Regions from separate parts of the Canis lupus genome. Here region 2 is linked to region 1. A link is a contact called in public Hi-C data. All regions are on one chromosome and are shown on one strand. The core of a region is the stretch at or near the end of the contact, and the rest is flanking DNA. Distances in the headings are between cores, read along the strand shown. Region 1 holds the start of CAMK2G (calcium/calmodulin-dependent protein kinase type II subunit gamma). Region 2 has its middle 19 kb from the start of PLAU.

Region 1 (7,437 bases), core at 3,269-5,768:
TGGCCCACTAGCTCCTGCATCCAAGCCTATTTTAAATGCCTCCTTCAGCCTAGTGGAGAGCTAAGCTTGGAACCATGGGCTCCCTTAAGAGCCCCAACTCCACACCTATCACTGTTCCAAGCAGAGGGAGTGACGTTATGTGACTTTCAGTGACTTTACGGAGACAGGCCTGCAGACAAAGACGGTGCTCAACACGCAGCCACACGAACTCCACAGCTGCGAACGTGGGCCCCCGAGGCCACAACGACAAGAAACAACGTAGTAAAAGAAGGATTCCCATCCAGGTCCAGTCCCCCCATAAGACCAGGGGACCTCTCCCTATGCCTCCTGAGCATTTCACCATTGATGCCAGGAGAAGCAGCTTGATACCCTTTTCTTTCTCTCAATTCGCAGCACAGAAAATCACAAACAAGAAGACAGGCAGAGAGACTCAGCAGAGCGAGCCCCTTCAGCCCCTCACGGATGACTCTGGTGGGCCCACCACATTCCCAGACACAGAAATCCAACACCTGCGGAGCCCTAGACAGGGAAGAGTGAAACCCAGCTCCAGCTGCTGCACCTTTATAAAATATACAGCGTAAACTGAGAGGCTGTAGGGAAGCCATGGGCCTTCACTCCCTAACCCCGTGGGCACCAGCCCAGTGGGCGCCCTGGCCCAACTCTCCACGAGCTCACATCCCCTGTGCCCACACCTATAGCACAGCCCCCAGCTTGGTCCCTCCATCTCCAAGACAACACCCTCCCACTCTCCCACCTCCAAACGGTACTGGCACTGACAGATTCCTGACCCTCTTGTTGGCATCCGTGCCCATCAGCCGGGACCAGGCCTCTGTCCCTAAGTTAACCTGCACACAACAGAGCCCCAGTCTTGGCATAACTGTCTCAAGAGGGGGAGTTGATGTCTGAAGCATATGATCTTACACAAGAATCCTTTCCTTGAGGAAAAAAAAAAAATCAAAGAGAAATCAAACCTCATCCAGTTTGGGCAGGGAGAGAAAGATGTCAGTTGGAGAAGACAAGACAAGGTTGAAAGGAGGTGAGGGAGGCAATAGGACATGATGACACAGGTCAGGGAAGTTCAGGGGGGTAGGGAAGGAGGAGAGAAATGACAACTGAAGGCAGGCAGCTCCACAAAGTCACCACGACAGCTACCCTCACATCCCTGAGTGTGGCTCCTAGCGTCCCTCCCTCCCTCACCCCTGGGTCAGAGGACACTGGTGAGATGAGGAACACGAAGCATTGCATCATTAACTCAAGACACCAGACACCGGCCCCATTTCTGATGCACCAGGGCTATGCCGTGTGGGCATAGGAAGGTATCCACTCTTGCACTGCCGTCCCTGCCTGCGCCCTGCACCCTTGGCCAGAGGATGTCTGCCAAAGAGCCCAGCCCACTGTGTCATCCCCCTACCCCAGGGGAGGAGGGCATCTGACTGCCCACATTATCTCTATGGCAACCATTGCCGCCGACTCAAGGTACCCAGAGAGAAAGAAAACAAACAAATAAGTCAACTTTATAGCCAATGTAGAGAAACAGCAAGAGATGGAGGCTGGGAGACAGCAAGACAAGCCCTGTCAAAAAAAAAAAAAAAAAAAAAAGACAAGCCCTGTCTGTAGGGAGGAAGAGAAGCCCTCCCAGACAGGAGGCAGACACAGCCCTGCTAAACCGGTCCCGGAACAACCAAAAACATGACAGAAGCCCACTGTCATCTCCATGGAATTTAATAGCTTCTCTGATACTTAGGGACATCAACTATATCTCTCATGCCAGAGTCGCCTGGGTCACTATTAGCGACAGTCCTCACCTTCCCCAGGGCATCTGTATATGCTGCTAATATATGTGTGGCATCCTATTGCCCCATACAAATTCCTTTCACTGGGTCTAAACACTTTTGTCCCCCTGCTGCACCGTGCAGCCTTCAGCCTTCAGTCTTTGACGACGATGACGACGACCCATCCAAATACCTCGGTACTCACCAGACCTGTTCACAGAGCACTTCACACATTGCTGGGTCTATACCTATCAGATGAGGTGAGTTTGGCAAGCACCCAATGCAAGGTTCAGGGAGTGTAGGATCGAGGTGTGAAAGACAGGGCTTCACTCTCCTGGCCTCAGGTACTCAGGAGGATCTCACAAAAAAGGCTCCACGGCCTGAGCCTTCACAATCCTCGGACCTGGAAGCCATGCGGCTCCCACCCAGACCAGGCCATTGAGATTTCCAGACCATGAGGCATCACCCTCCACCCAGGACAGGCTGCATCTGCTGCTGCACCACTAACTTTGTAATTTGATCAAAAAAGCAATCAAGTTCATCTGGCAGGATTTGTTCCCGAGAAGCCCTCGCCAGTAGCAGCCTCCCCTGATGTTTACAGATTCCCTTCCCTTGGGAGTCTGTTCTGCCGCCTGGTGGGCAGGGGGAGGCTGGATTTGTCAGAGCTGTTCATTTACTGCATTTCCATCCGAAGTCACCACTGGGGCATGGGGATTAGGACAGGCCTAGAGTGGCTGCCCACTGCCCCCAACACAGAAGACTCCAAATTAGGAGCTCTCCGTTCCCTGTTACCACCACTCCCCACATCTCTCCCTGCTTTAAAGACCAAACTCTCTTGAGCCTTCAGGTACCATTCCTCCCTGTGGCTACCTACACGTCTTACATCTTTTTCATTCTTTTCTACCTGAGCACTTCTGGTTCACCATGCAACTCCTTGCCTGGCTTCCAAGTCAAGCAACCCTGAAATTCCAATTCTTCTGCAGGGGCTAAAATGCACAACCCCCAATTCCTGGAGCATCTTCAGAAGCTAGAGCCTTGGAGGCGGCCTAGGGAGAGGCCAAGATGGGGAAACACTCACCCCGGGCAGATAACTTCTTGGTATTGATGATTTTTGCTGCATACTCTTGCGTGGAGGTTTTCTTCACACACCTGCGGACCACAGAGAAAGCACCCCTGGAGGGAGAAGGGGGAAAGAACTGGGACACGGAGCAGAGCAGAGTGACACAGACACGCTTCAGGTCTGAGAACAGCGATGCTCCCATCACCAGCCCTTCAGTCAAAATCAGACACATCAGCATAGTGGCCATCACCCTCTAACGTGGGGTAGAAAGATGTGGCCACTGCAGGACACTGAACGGATGCGGGGGGTGGGGGGGGACCACCTCATCCCACCCTCACATCTCTAGTCGCTGGACAAAGCAACAGCCCCAACCTCAGGCTGTACATCAAGAGCCGGTGGGCAATGCTTAAAACACACACCTGCTGCATCTCACGGACAGCCCTGCAGTCCCGGCCAAGAGAACCAGGAGAAGGGACAGACCCTGCCCTTCTCTCAGCAGGAATAGTTGAGGGTAGGGGAAGGAGAGATTAGAAAGAGGGTATGATTGCGGGAGAGAAATCTCCCTCAATCCTGGGGGAAGGTGAGAAAGTGAGGCTCAAACCCCTAACAGCCGGCATCATCCCACTGCATCCCCGGCTCGACTGGCGGCGGGGAAAGACAGGATCTAGTTGTGGGTCTCAGACATCCATAGCTCCCCTACCCCACGATTTTTTCCACTACTTTCCCCCCCAAATGGGAGCTCGCACTCTCTGGCTCTGGAAACGTCTAGGGGGGCGGGCAGGGCGGGGGCTGCAGTGGCCGGGCTCGGCGCCGCGGGTGGGGGTGGGGGGGCCGGGGCTGCTGCAGCGGCCAGCTCAGTGCAGAGGGGAGGGGGATGCTGCGGCTGCGGCGCGCGGCTCCCGGGACCACTGCAGGGATAGGGGGAGGGGACAAGGGGGTGCTGCAGCACTGCCCAGCAGCGGGGCTGGGATCCTGGAAGCATCACTAGCGGGGGGCGGGGCCGGGCACCAAACATCCCCCCCCCCCACTCGGGCACCGCAGCGGGGTTGGAGCTGCAGGGCCGCGGAGGGTCCAGAGTGCCAGGCGCGTGGGACGTGGGACAGGGTGCTGAGTGAGCTCCAGAGCAGGGTGAGGAGGGGGCGCGGCGAGCAGGCGGGGGCAGAGTGGGGGGCGCCTGTGAGGGAGGGGCGGGGCTGGAGGGCGCCCAGGAACGGTCCGGGGGCTGCGGTCCCCGCGGCAGCGCGGTGTGCAGCAGCCCGGGCAGCTGCTGCAGGGCGCGGAGGGGGCTGCGGGGCAGCGAGCTGGGGGCCAGGGGGCCAGGGGGCCCCGGAGGCGGCGGGCGGGAAAGGCTGGGGGTGGGGCGGGCCGAGGGGGCGCCGCAGCGGCCGGTGCAGGGCCGGGGGGCGGGGCGAGGAGCCGCATAGCGCCCGGGCGGCGGGGACCGGGTGGGGGGCCGCGGCGCGCGGCGGGCGGGCCGTACTTGCCGAGCTCCTCGAAGAGCTGGTAGTCGTCGGTGAAGCGGGTGCAGGTGGCTGTGGTGGCCATGCTGGCGGGCGGGCGGACGCGGCGGTGCAGCCCGCGCCGACGTCGGTGCACAGTCACCGCCGCCCGGCCGAGGGAGCAAGAGGAGGAGACGGGGCTGAGCCCGGCAGCACCGCGAGACTTTACCGGGGAGAGCGAGGGAGGGAGGGACACCCCCGCGCCCGCCCGCCCGCCCCGCCCCCAGCCCCGCCGGCCCCCCGCCCGGCCCCCGGCCCGCCCCGGGGAGGGGCCTCCCGCCGCCGGCCCCGCCCCGCCCCGCCCCGCCCCGCCCCGGGAGCCGCCCGGCCGGCCGCGCGCCGGGGAGCGCCGGAGCGCGGGGGCGCGGGGGCGCGGGGGTCCCGGCGCGGGCCCCCCCGGGGGAGCCGGAAGCCTCGCGACCTGCGGGTTTGTCCCAGAGCCGGCCCTGCGCGGGCTCGGAACGTGCGTGCTGCGTGCGTGGGCCGGGGGCGCCGCGCGGTCGGGCCCGCAGAGTTTTCCCGCGGCCCTTCGCCCCCGGCCCCGCTGCCGCCCTGTGGAGAGAGCGCCAAGGTCAAAAAGTCGCTGTCAGGCCGCACCCGCCTGTGCGGGGCGCGCTCTCTCAGCAGCCTTCCCTCTGGGAGCTGATAGTCTAGACCTGGCTAAGCCTCAGGGCCATTATTAGATAAAACCCTTCAGGCACGGTTTGCTCAGGGAGACCAGGCCGGGGCCGAGGATGCAGGTGGGACTCTGCCTTCCTGCCCCTCCCGCCTTGGAGAGGAGAGACCGTCCTTTCTCTCTCAGGCCAGTAATGAGAGGGCTGAGGTGGGACCCATCACCGAGGTTTTGTGTGGTTGTGGGCCCGAGGAGCAAGCGGAAGGAAGGAGAAAGTATCCCCATTTTCTTGCAGGGCCCCCTGTATATTTTCATTTCATGGCACTCACCACATTTTGTAATGATATGTTTTAATTTACTGCTGTGAGAGGCGGTAGAGCTAGAATGTGGTCGTCCAGACACTGGATTCTGATGTCAGACTGCCTGCTTGGATCTCCGGGCAACTCTTTGACCAGCCGTGTGATGTTGGGCAAGTCACTTCATCTTTGTGTGTGTCAGTACGTTATCTGAAAACTGAGAAGAATGGTAGCACCTACCTCACAGGATTGTGAGTATTAAACAGGCCAAATCACATAAAGCAGCTTGAGTAGCTCCTGGCATCTAATTAGAACAGAGGTAGCTATTATTATTTGTTTAATATTTGCCTTCCCACTAAATTGTAGGCTCCAATAGAGCAGGGCCTTTGCCTCCTCTGTTCACCATTGTATACTTAGCCCTAGTCCCTCAGTAAACATTTGTGGAATGAAGGGACTACTTGGGGCCCTGGCAAGGGGAGTTACCACCCCTTCCTCTGTCCCCACTATCAGAGGACAGTAGGAACTGAGGCACATTAACTGTCTCCGTGGAGGAGAAATGAGCTGGGCGGGTTCCCAAGCTGCCCTGCCCAGGCAGCTGTACCCCAAGTCAGGGGCCAGCCCCAACTGGGCAAGATGGAGTTGGGCCAACTGCTGCGGCTCAGTCTTGATTACAGCAGGACGCCCACTGGGAGTCAGGCCTCCATTGTCAGCGGGCTGGCTCACCGAGAAGGCAGCTGAGAGGCTCCCAGGCTCCCAGGCTGCCTCCCTGAGGGGGTGGGTGGAGCAAAGCTCCCAGGGAAGGCTCCCCTCCTTTCCTCACCCAACAGCCCTGAGAGCTGGGGAGAACCAGACTGCCCAGTGGGGGCGATTAAGGGAATAGGAGAGGAAAAGCTTTAACAGATTGCCTGGGAGGAGGGCACAGAGGGCCAGCCAGAGGAAGGGGCTGAGGTGAACAGATCACCATGCCCCACCCCTCCCCAGGGCAACAGGAAGTGAAGCGCTGGGGAGTAAGGCCACTTCCTATCTCAAAGCACTGGGGTGAGAGCCTGAGCTCCAAGTCCCAGCGTGGGGCAAGGCCGTGAGATTATCTGTGGGGATGACAGTCCTGAATTTCTGTCATCCACCTTAAAGGCAGAAGTGATGTCTAGTCTGCACTCCAGAAATAGGGGCTGCATATTAGTCATCCATGTGCCCTTCCGAGCCCTCAGGACAGCTTGGCTCCTGCCCTCCTCATGCTGAAACTTTGTATTCATTAACGTCAGGGGCAGCGAGAAGATGGAGGGAGATCAGAACAAGCTAGGGCTGGTGTGAAGTCCCCTAGGGTATCCCAGGGAAAAAAATGTAAAATCAGGACTACAACTCCCAGGTACCCACTGTGAGGGGGGCTATCTTCCTTACTGAGGGTGAGCCTTCTATGCTGGGTATTTGAGGGTAACCTTATAAAGCTCTTCTCATTGAATGTCTGGGCAAAAGGAAGAATGATGAGAAAAATAGTGGGGGAAAGCCTGGGGAATGACTCACACTACCATGTAAGTGGAACTAGCTGCCTTTCAACGAATGTTTATCGACTGCCTACTATGTGCTTGGCGATGCCTCTCATTTTGAGAAACGTCCAAATAAAGTGGAAAGTTAGGCTTTACAATTACAACAAAACTCAAATCACTCTCTCCTTTTTCCTTTCTATGTCTACTTCGCTTCTCCCTCTCTCACTACTTCTGTCAACTGGTCAGACTCTGACGTGGCCAGAGTGGCAATGTGGAGCCTAGAGACACCTTTGTGTGCACACACAAACACACACCCTCCTGATCCCCACTGCTGTAGTACCCACACAACCTCCAGCTATCCCACAGCAATTAGAGGGAAGCTACATATAAATAATAACGAGTTCACTAGCTCCCTGCGCATCAGTATCTATGGCAACCTCATGGGGTCCTAGAGCTGCGCTGCTTCGGTTGCAGCCAGTCCCCTGGGCAGCACCAGCACTCAGGCTGTGCCCACAGCGCAGGGAATGGGAAATCACACAGGAAATTGATGCTCTGGTAATCACCAGAGGGGCTCCACTGGGTGGGACCCTCTGTCATTCTTCCCATCCCTCTCCTTGAAGTCTCCAAAAATTACACCACAGGATTTGCCCCATGAATTCAAGAAGCTTCCCTCCCAAATTTTCAAAAGCAATTTTAGAGTATAAAGGTACTTA
Region 2 (7,437 bases), core at 2,963-5,462, 49 kb after region 1:
TTGTTTAGGTTAAACCATCCAGTTAAAGGCTAATGCAGATCTGGGAAGGATCAGGAAACAAGAGAAAGTGAAGGAGTGCCAAGGAAAGAGTTGGTGGAAGTCTGGAGGGGAAATTAGTTATAAATGTCAAGTTGGAAGTCTAGAGGAGATAAAAAGGCAGAGTGTCTCAGGTGGAAGATGAGCAGGTTGGCTTGAATGGTATGGAACTTGGTGAATGAAGAGGGTTAGTGTATTTTTTTTTTAAATTTTTTTATTTTTATTTATTTATGATAGTCACAGAGAGAGAGAGAGAGAGAGGCAGAGACACAGGCAGAGGGAGAAGCAGGCTCCATGCACCGGGAGCCCGACGTGGGATTCGATCCCGGGTCTCCAGGATTGCACCCTGGGCCAAAGGCAGGAGCCAAACCGCTGCACCACCCAGGGATCCCGAAGAGGGTTAGTGTATTAGTTTCCTACTGCTGTTGCAATAAATTACTACAATTTAGTGATTTAAAATAACACAAATGTATTATTCTATAGCTCTTGAGGTCAGAAGTTCAAAATTGGTCAGCAGGGCGGTGTTCCTTCTGGAGGCTCTAGGGGAGCAGAATCCATTTCTTTGCCTTTTCCAGCTTCTAAAGGCTACCTACATTCCCTGGCTCATGACTCCACATCACTTCAGCCTTGGCTTCTGTCATCACACCTTCTCTCACTCTGATCCTCCTTTTTCCCTCTTTTAAGAATCCCCTTATCCATTGTGATTACACTGTCCCCTCTCAGATAATCTAGAATAATCTCCCCATCTTAAAATCCTTAACTTAATCACATCAGCAAAGTCCCTTTTGCCACGTCAGCTAACATATTCACAGATTCCAGGAATTAAGATGTGGATATTCTTGAGGGTCATTACTCAGCCTACCACAGTTTAACCTCTGGACCCTAAAGCTTCACATTTATTTCATATACAAAACACACCCACTCTATTCCAACCTCCTGCAAAATCTCAATCCATCAGGGTATCACTCAAAGTCTAAAATCTGACCTAAATTTTATCAGCTTGGGACACCTGGGTGGCTCAGTGGTTGAGCGTCTGCCTTTGGCTCAGGGCATGATCCCAGGGTCTTGGGATCGAGTCCCACACTGGGCTCCCTACAGGGAGCCTGCTTCTCCCTCTGCCTATGTTTCTGCCTCTCTCTCTGTGTCTCTCATGAATAAATAAATAAAATCTTTAAAAAATCTTATCAGCTCAAAATCCTTTACATCTCATCATCTAAATATTCTAAATAAAATATGAGTGAGACACTGGGTACAATCCATTCTGAGGACCATTTTCCCTCCATCTGTGCACTGGTGAAACTCAGGAAACAAGTCATCAGCTTTCAGGGATAGGTATTGAATAATAGTTTTAGACATTCTCACTCAAGAAAAGGGAGAAAATGAAAGGAAAAAAGGTCACTGGTCCTAAGAAATTCCAAAATATAGCTGGGCAAACTCCTTTAGGTTTCAAGGCCTGGGAATAATCCTCTGGGGCTTGAGACTCTGACCTCTGGGCTTGCCCCTCTCTCTTAGTTGTTCCATCTTTTACTTGAATGATAATTCTGTTTGCAGCTGAGTAATTTTTATCATCTTGTTTCTTGCCTATAGAATGTTGGGAGTCTATCAGATTTCTTTCATTTTGTTTGTTCTCTGTCCCTTTCAATCCAAGTTGACATTGTTTCTGCTGGTATAAAATTCCCAAGAACCTGTAGGTCTCCCATGTATGTCACAGACATTCACTTCATTAGACAAAAGTCTCCTCCACAGATTTTTCCTGGATGGTCCCACCTCTATTTCTGGATTCTACTGAGGTGGTGGTGGGGTTTCATGAGTCACATGCCTAATATTTTCAGAAGAGTCCTCTGGGTAAATGAATACCTTTTGATCCTTCAAGGCATTAACAAAAGGTTGTCTAGTCACATGTTTGGCTTTCTCCCCAGAGTATTCATTTCTGACAGTGATTCTTCTAATTTTAGCACCCTTGCCAATCTAGATAGGCTGAGAATTTCCCAAATCACTAGTCCTACTTCTCTTTTGTTTATAGTTCTTCCCTCTATCTCTTTCTCTCACATTTTACTATAAAGAACAAAAATAAGCCAGATTGCACCTTCAATACTTTCTTTGGAAATCTCCTAAGCTAAATATCCAAGTTCATTCCTCACAAGTTCTGCTTTCCAGCTTTCCATATAACTGAAGGATACAATTTGGATAAGTTTCCCACCACTATATAACAAAGACCCCTCCTCTCTTTCCTCCATCTTTCTCTTTCTTTCTTTCTTTCTTTCTTTCTTTCTTTCTTTCTTTCTTTCTTTCTTTCTTTCTTTCTTTCTTTCTTTCTTTCTTTTTAAGATTTTACTTATTTATTCACAAGAGACACAGAGAGGGAGAGGCAGAAACACAGGCAGAGGGAGAAGCAGGCTCCATGCAGGGAGCCCGATGTGGGATTTGATCCCAGGACTCCAGGATCACACCCTGAGCCAAAGGCAGACACTCAACCACTGAGCTACCCAGGCATCCCTTCCTCCAGGTTTCAATAAAATATTCCTTACTTCTAAGCCTTCACCAGCAACTCCTTTAATTTTCATATTTTTACTAGCATTCTGTTTGTGATGATTTAGATATTCTCTAAGACAAAATAGGTTTTCTCTCTACTGTGCTCCTCACTTCCTTCTTACTCCTCATTAGCAATTTTCAACATCCATAGTTCTACTAACAAGTCTGTTCAAGGCGGCCTAGGATTTTTCTATCATTCTTAAAATTCTTCTGTCCACTGCCTATGGACCAATTCCAAAGCTACTTGGTTTTTAAGGTATTTGTTATATCAACACCCTACTCCCAGTACCAAAATCTGTATTAGTTTCTACTGTTAGTGTAACAAAAGACCACAAATTTAGTGGCTTAAAATAACCAGATATATTATTTTATGGTTCTAGAGGTCAAAAGTCCAAAATGAGTCAGTAAGACTGAAGCTCTAGGCGGAATCTCTTTTCTTGCCTTTTAGCTTCTAAAGGCTGCCTTCCGTCCTTGGCGTCAGGTCCCATATCACTCTGACTTCTGTTTACATCGTGACAGACCCTCTTTTCACTCTGGTTCCTCTTGTTCCCTCTTATAAGGACCCTTGTGATGATATTGGGTCCACCTGGATAATCCAGGATAATCTCCCCATCTCAAGATCCTTAACTCAATTGCATCTGCAAAGTCTCCTTTGCCATGTGAACTGGGATTCATAAATTCTGGGGATTAGGATGTGGACATCTTTGGGAGGCAATTATTAAGCCTACTACAGTTAGTACAGCTTAATAGGAGTGGAAACAGTTGCTACAGGCACAGTGAAAGCCAAGCCAAGGTGAAGATTCCCAGGACAGAGTCCAGCCTCTCCCAGGGTTTGGTTGGTCACCTCTGGCCAGCTCTGGGACGCCCCTGGCATGGTTGAGATATTAGGTCAGGGGACATCTGGGTGGCTTGGCGGTTGGGTGTCTGCCTTGGGCTCTGGGAGTGGTCCTGGAGTCCTGGGATTGGGTCCTGCATTGGGCTCCCTGCATGGAGCCTGCTTCTCCCTCTGCCTGTGTCTCTGCCTCTTTATCTCTCTGTGTCTCTCATGAATAAATAAATAAATCTTAAAAAAAAAAAAAAAGAGAGAGAGAGAGAGAGATATTAGGTCAGGTGCTGAGGCTACCTTGGAATCAGTATGCTTATTGGTACTTCTCAGGCCCTGGACTTTCTCCTCAATCCAGAGAGAGGAGAAGGCAAATAACATTTATGGAAGCCCCATGAAGTGCCTGGGACTCAGGGGCCTTTACCCCTGTCCTCTCAGGAGTGTTGTGGCTTTATCCACAGAGGTGCTGGGAGCTGCAGGTCAGGATGGCTCATTCCCCATGGGTAGAGGGGGATGAGAAGGAGAAAGGAAAAGGTGTTAGAGAAACAAAGGAGCCAAAGGCTTGCCCTTGGCCCAGAACTCCAAAGACCTTCACAGAACAGCATGGGTTCTTAGCACCCAGGGTCAGACTTGCAGTAGTTTCCACAACCCCCAATGGCTAATGTCCTTCCTGGGCAAGCAGATGTGTCATATCGGACAGCACCTCTCCCTCACTGGCACCTGTGTGGTGACTCAGACCCCCAGGTAAAGCCCAACCCCATGGGAAGTGACTCAGCATTGAAACTGGCTTCCTCTAATTGGGGAGGAAGGAGGAAGCCTGAAGCTGGGCCTGACCCTCCCTCTCCCTCAGATTTCTCAAGGTAGTGAGGGAGAGGGTGAGGCTCTGCAGGTGACAGTGCTCCAGGGGATGTCCCCACAGCTTCTGCTTTTATTCTGGGTATGTGTACGTATGTGCGTGCGTGTGTTCATGTGTGTGTAGACAGTTGAGGAGATTTTGGGGTGGTGACCATGCTGGGAACTACCAGATTTCCCCTTTGCTGTCACCCCTGCCATCTGCCATCTCCTATCATGCTGCCTTTGAAAAGAGTCAAAAGTTTGTTTCCTGCCCCCAATGTATCCATTTTCTTGAGTATGGCAAGTGGGATTTGGGGAACGGAGAGGATGCATGCTGGCTGCCTCGGCTGGAGTCCTGACAGTGGGGGAGCACATAAGCACATAGTTGGACATCAGTGGAAGGCTGCCCAGTACTGTAGTGACCTCTAGGGAGGGAGACCAGGGAGCTGCAGGATGGGAGAGGGAGCCTTACTCTTCTCCATATATCTTTTTTTTTTTTTAAGATTTTATTTATTTATTGAGAGAGAGAGAGAGAGAGAAAGCACAAGCAGGAGGGGCAGAGGGAGAGGAAGAGAGAGAATCTCAAGCAGACTCTATGCTGAGTGTGGACTCTGACTCGGGGCTTGATCTCAGGACCCTGAGATCATGACCTGAGCTGAAACCAAGAATTGATGCTTAACTAACTGCACCACCCAGGGGGCCCCCTCCCTATACCTTTTAATAACTCGAATTTTGTTCCATTTTCAAATACTACCTATTCAAATGGAAAGATTAATGCCTGGTTATCTGGGAAGGAAGAGAAATTTTTCCATATTAATGTTGAAGCAGTTCATCAAGTTAGGCATCAACTGTACAAACGTTACAAAGTCCCTGTTGGACATCAGGCACTGAGCAAGTTTCCAGAGACTCTGCATAGAGCAACACAGCATCCCTTGCCTCACAGAGATCCCAGTCAGGAGAGTAGTTCAGAGAACTGGGCAATGGCCATGCAAGTATCAGAAACAAAATGACAGGAGTGGAAGGAGGCTCCCTCTGTCCTGGCTTGGGAGGTGAAGCCTTCCTGGACTTGGTGCTGCCCATACTGAGACCTGAAAGGTACGCAGCAGTCAGCCAGGGGAGGGGAAGAGAATACTGAGCATAAGGAACAGCATGCATGCACGAAGACCACAGGAGCCATAAAAAAGTTGACTGCTTCCCTGGAATTGCAAGCAGTCAATAGGTCTGGGGTGTTGAGCTGGAGGCAATGTTAAGGAAATGAAGTTTGAGAGGGAAGGTCAGAATGAAATGCTTTGAAATGTTTTATAAGGCAGTTTAAGGTCAGTTAGTGGTCACTCTGAAAGCAGGTGTGGAGCCCTGGAGGGAAAGGGGTAAATAATAACCCACAGGTATTGGAATGCTCGTTTGTGCCAATCACTTTAATCTTTCTACATGAGTCACTTCATTTAACCCTCCCAACAAGCCCATGAGATATTTATTATCATTTTCCTCTATTTTATGAGGAAATTGAGGATCAGAGAAGTTAAATTCATCCAGAAATACTATAGGGTCATTTAGGAAATATTATGGATTCTAGGCATACAGCTAGCCCAGGGCAGAACTGGGGTCTCACTCAGTCTGTCATGCTAACTCCTCATTCATAGAACGGTGGTTCTCAACAAGGAGTGGTGATTTTGCTCCTCTAGAGGTGGAAGTTTCTGGAAACAGTTTTGGTTACCATAAGTGGGGAGATGCTACTGGCATCTAGGGTTAACTAACATTCTTCAGTGCATAGAACAGCTACACACAGCAAAGAACTATGTGGTCCCCGGTGTCAATAGTGCCAAGGTTGAGAAACCCTGAGACTAAGAATAAGCCATAGAGAGGGCAGGCACAGGGAGGTAGCCAGAAGCTGAGTGTGAGACTTTTGGAAGAGACATTTTAAAAAAGGCCTTGAACATACTGTACTCACAGTAGCAAGAGGCAGGGGTCAGCGACAACAAAGCCTGCGATGGATTTGGCATATCCTTTTCCCGGTGTGCTCATGCTGTTCCAGAGCACCAGCCTTAAGAGCTCAGAGATAGCCATTAATGAGTTATCCTCCAGGTCACCCAGAGCTAACTCTGAAGAGTTTCCTGACATCTAACAGACCCAACACTGCTAAGGAGTCCTAGCCAGGATGGCACCTCCTCACCTGCATACTCTGACAGGCTGCAGCTCCCGGCTCTGGTCCCACTGACACATGGTAACTGAGCCCAACAGGATTTTTCTTTTTGTTTTACCAATTTGCAATTTAAAAGAATGATAACATCCAGCAGCAGTCAGAGACCAAGATACAAGAAATATATTGGAAGCTCTTATTGCCTGAATTTGCTATTCTTACAAATCGCTCAGTATCCCTTCCACCTGGGTCAGGAGGAGGCATTATGTGCTTAGCTGCCTCTTCACTGATTTAACACACCAGCCAGGAGCTTTCATTTCGTTTTATATAATGCAAACTCTAGAGTGGGCGTAGGTCTTTATTTTTATAGGAGGCATATAAAATCTCATAGGAGGTCAACTAATATTTGATAAAGGAGGAAAGACTATCCATTGGAAGAAAGACAGTCTCTTCAATAAATGGTGCTGGGAAAATTGGACATCCACATGCAGAAGAATGAAACTAGACCACTCTCTTTCACCATACACAAAGATAAACTCAAAATGGATGAAAGATCTAAATGTGAGACAAGATTCCATCAAAATCCTAGAGAAGAACACAGGCAACACCCTTTTTGAACTCGGCCATAGTAACTTCTTGCAAGATACATCCACGAAGGCAAAAGAAACAAAAGCAAAAATGAACTATTGGGACTTCATCAAGATAAGAAGCTTTTGCACAGCAAAGGATACAGTCAACAAAACTAAAAGACAACCTACAGAATGGGAGAAGATATTTGCAAATGACATCAGATAAAGGGCTAGTTTCCAAGATCTATAAAGAACTTATTAAACTCAACACCAAAGAAACAAACAATCCAATCATGAAATGGGCAAAAGACATGAAGAGAAATCTCACAGAGGAAGACATAGACATGGCCAACATGCATATGAGAAAATGCTCTGCATCACTTGCCATCAGGGAAATACAAATCAAAACCACAATGAGATACCACCTCACACCAGTGAGAATGGGGCAAATTAACAAGGCAGGAAACAACAAATGTTGGAGGGGATGCGGAGAATAGGGAACCCTC

What was found. A called contact is a pair of places that touch in the nucleus more often than the background predicts.
Region 2: a Hi-C map of skin fibroblasts shows a contact between it and region 1, with 2.6 times the contacts expected there. The contact joins the enhancer-like site here to the promoter of CAMK2G in region 1. A contact is called at or near these places in 6 of 9 Hi-C or Micro-C datasets (amygdala, blood and skin fibroblasts).

The regions. Positions count from the first base shown.
Region 1 is chr4:25,027,843-25,035,279 of UU_Cfam_GSD_1.0, forward strand. CAMK2G (calcium/calmodulin-dependent protein kinase type II subunit gamma) reads right to left here and starts at 4,519. Exons shown (of 23, transcript XR_005357965.1): 1 at 4,313-4,519; 2 at 2,851-2,945. LOC111095488 (a long non-coding RNA gene) reads left to right here and starts at 4,899. Exons shown (of 3, transcript XR_005357967.1): 1 at 4,899-5,491.
Region 2 is chr4:25,077,364-25,084,800 of UU_Cfam_GSD_1.0, forward strand. No RefSeq gene overlaps it. Among named protein-coding and RNA genes, the nearest start is that of PLAU, 19 kb to the left of the region's middle. Within about 2 kb of position 4,213, at least 5 of the 20 cell types and tissues checked have an H3K27ac peak or open chromatin away from gene starts, as enhancers often do.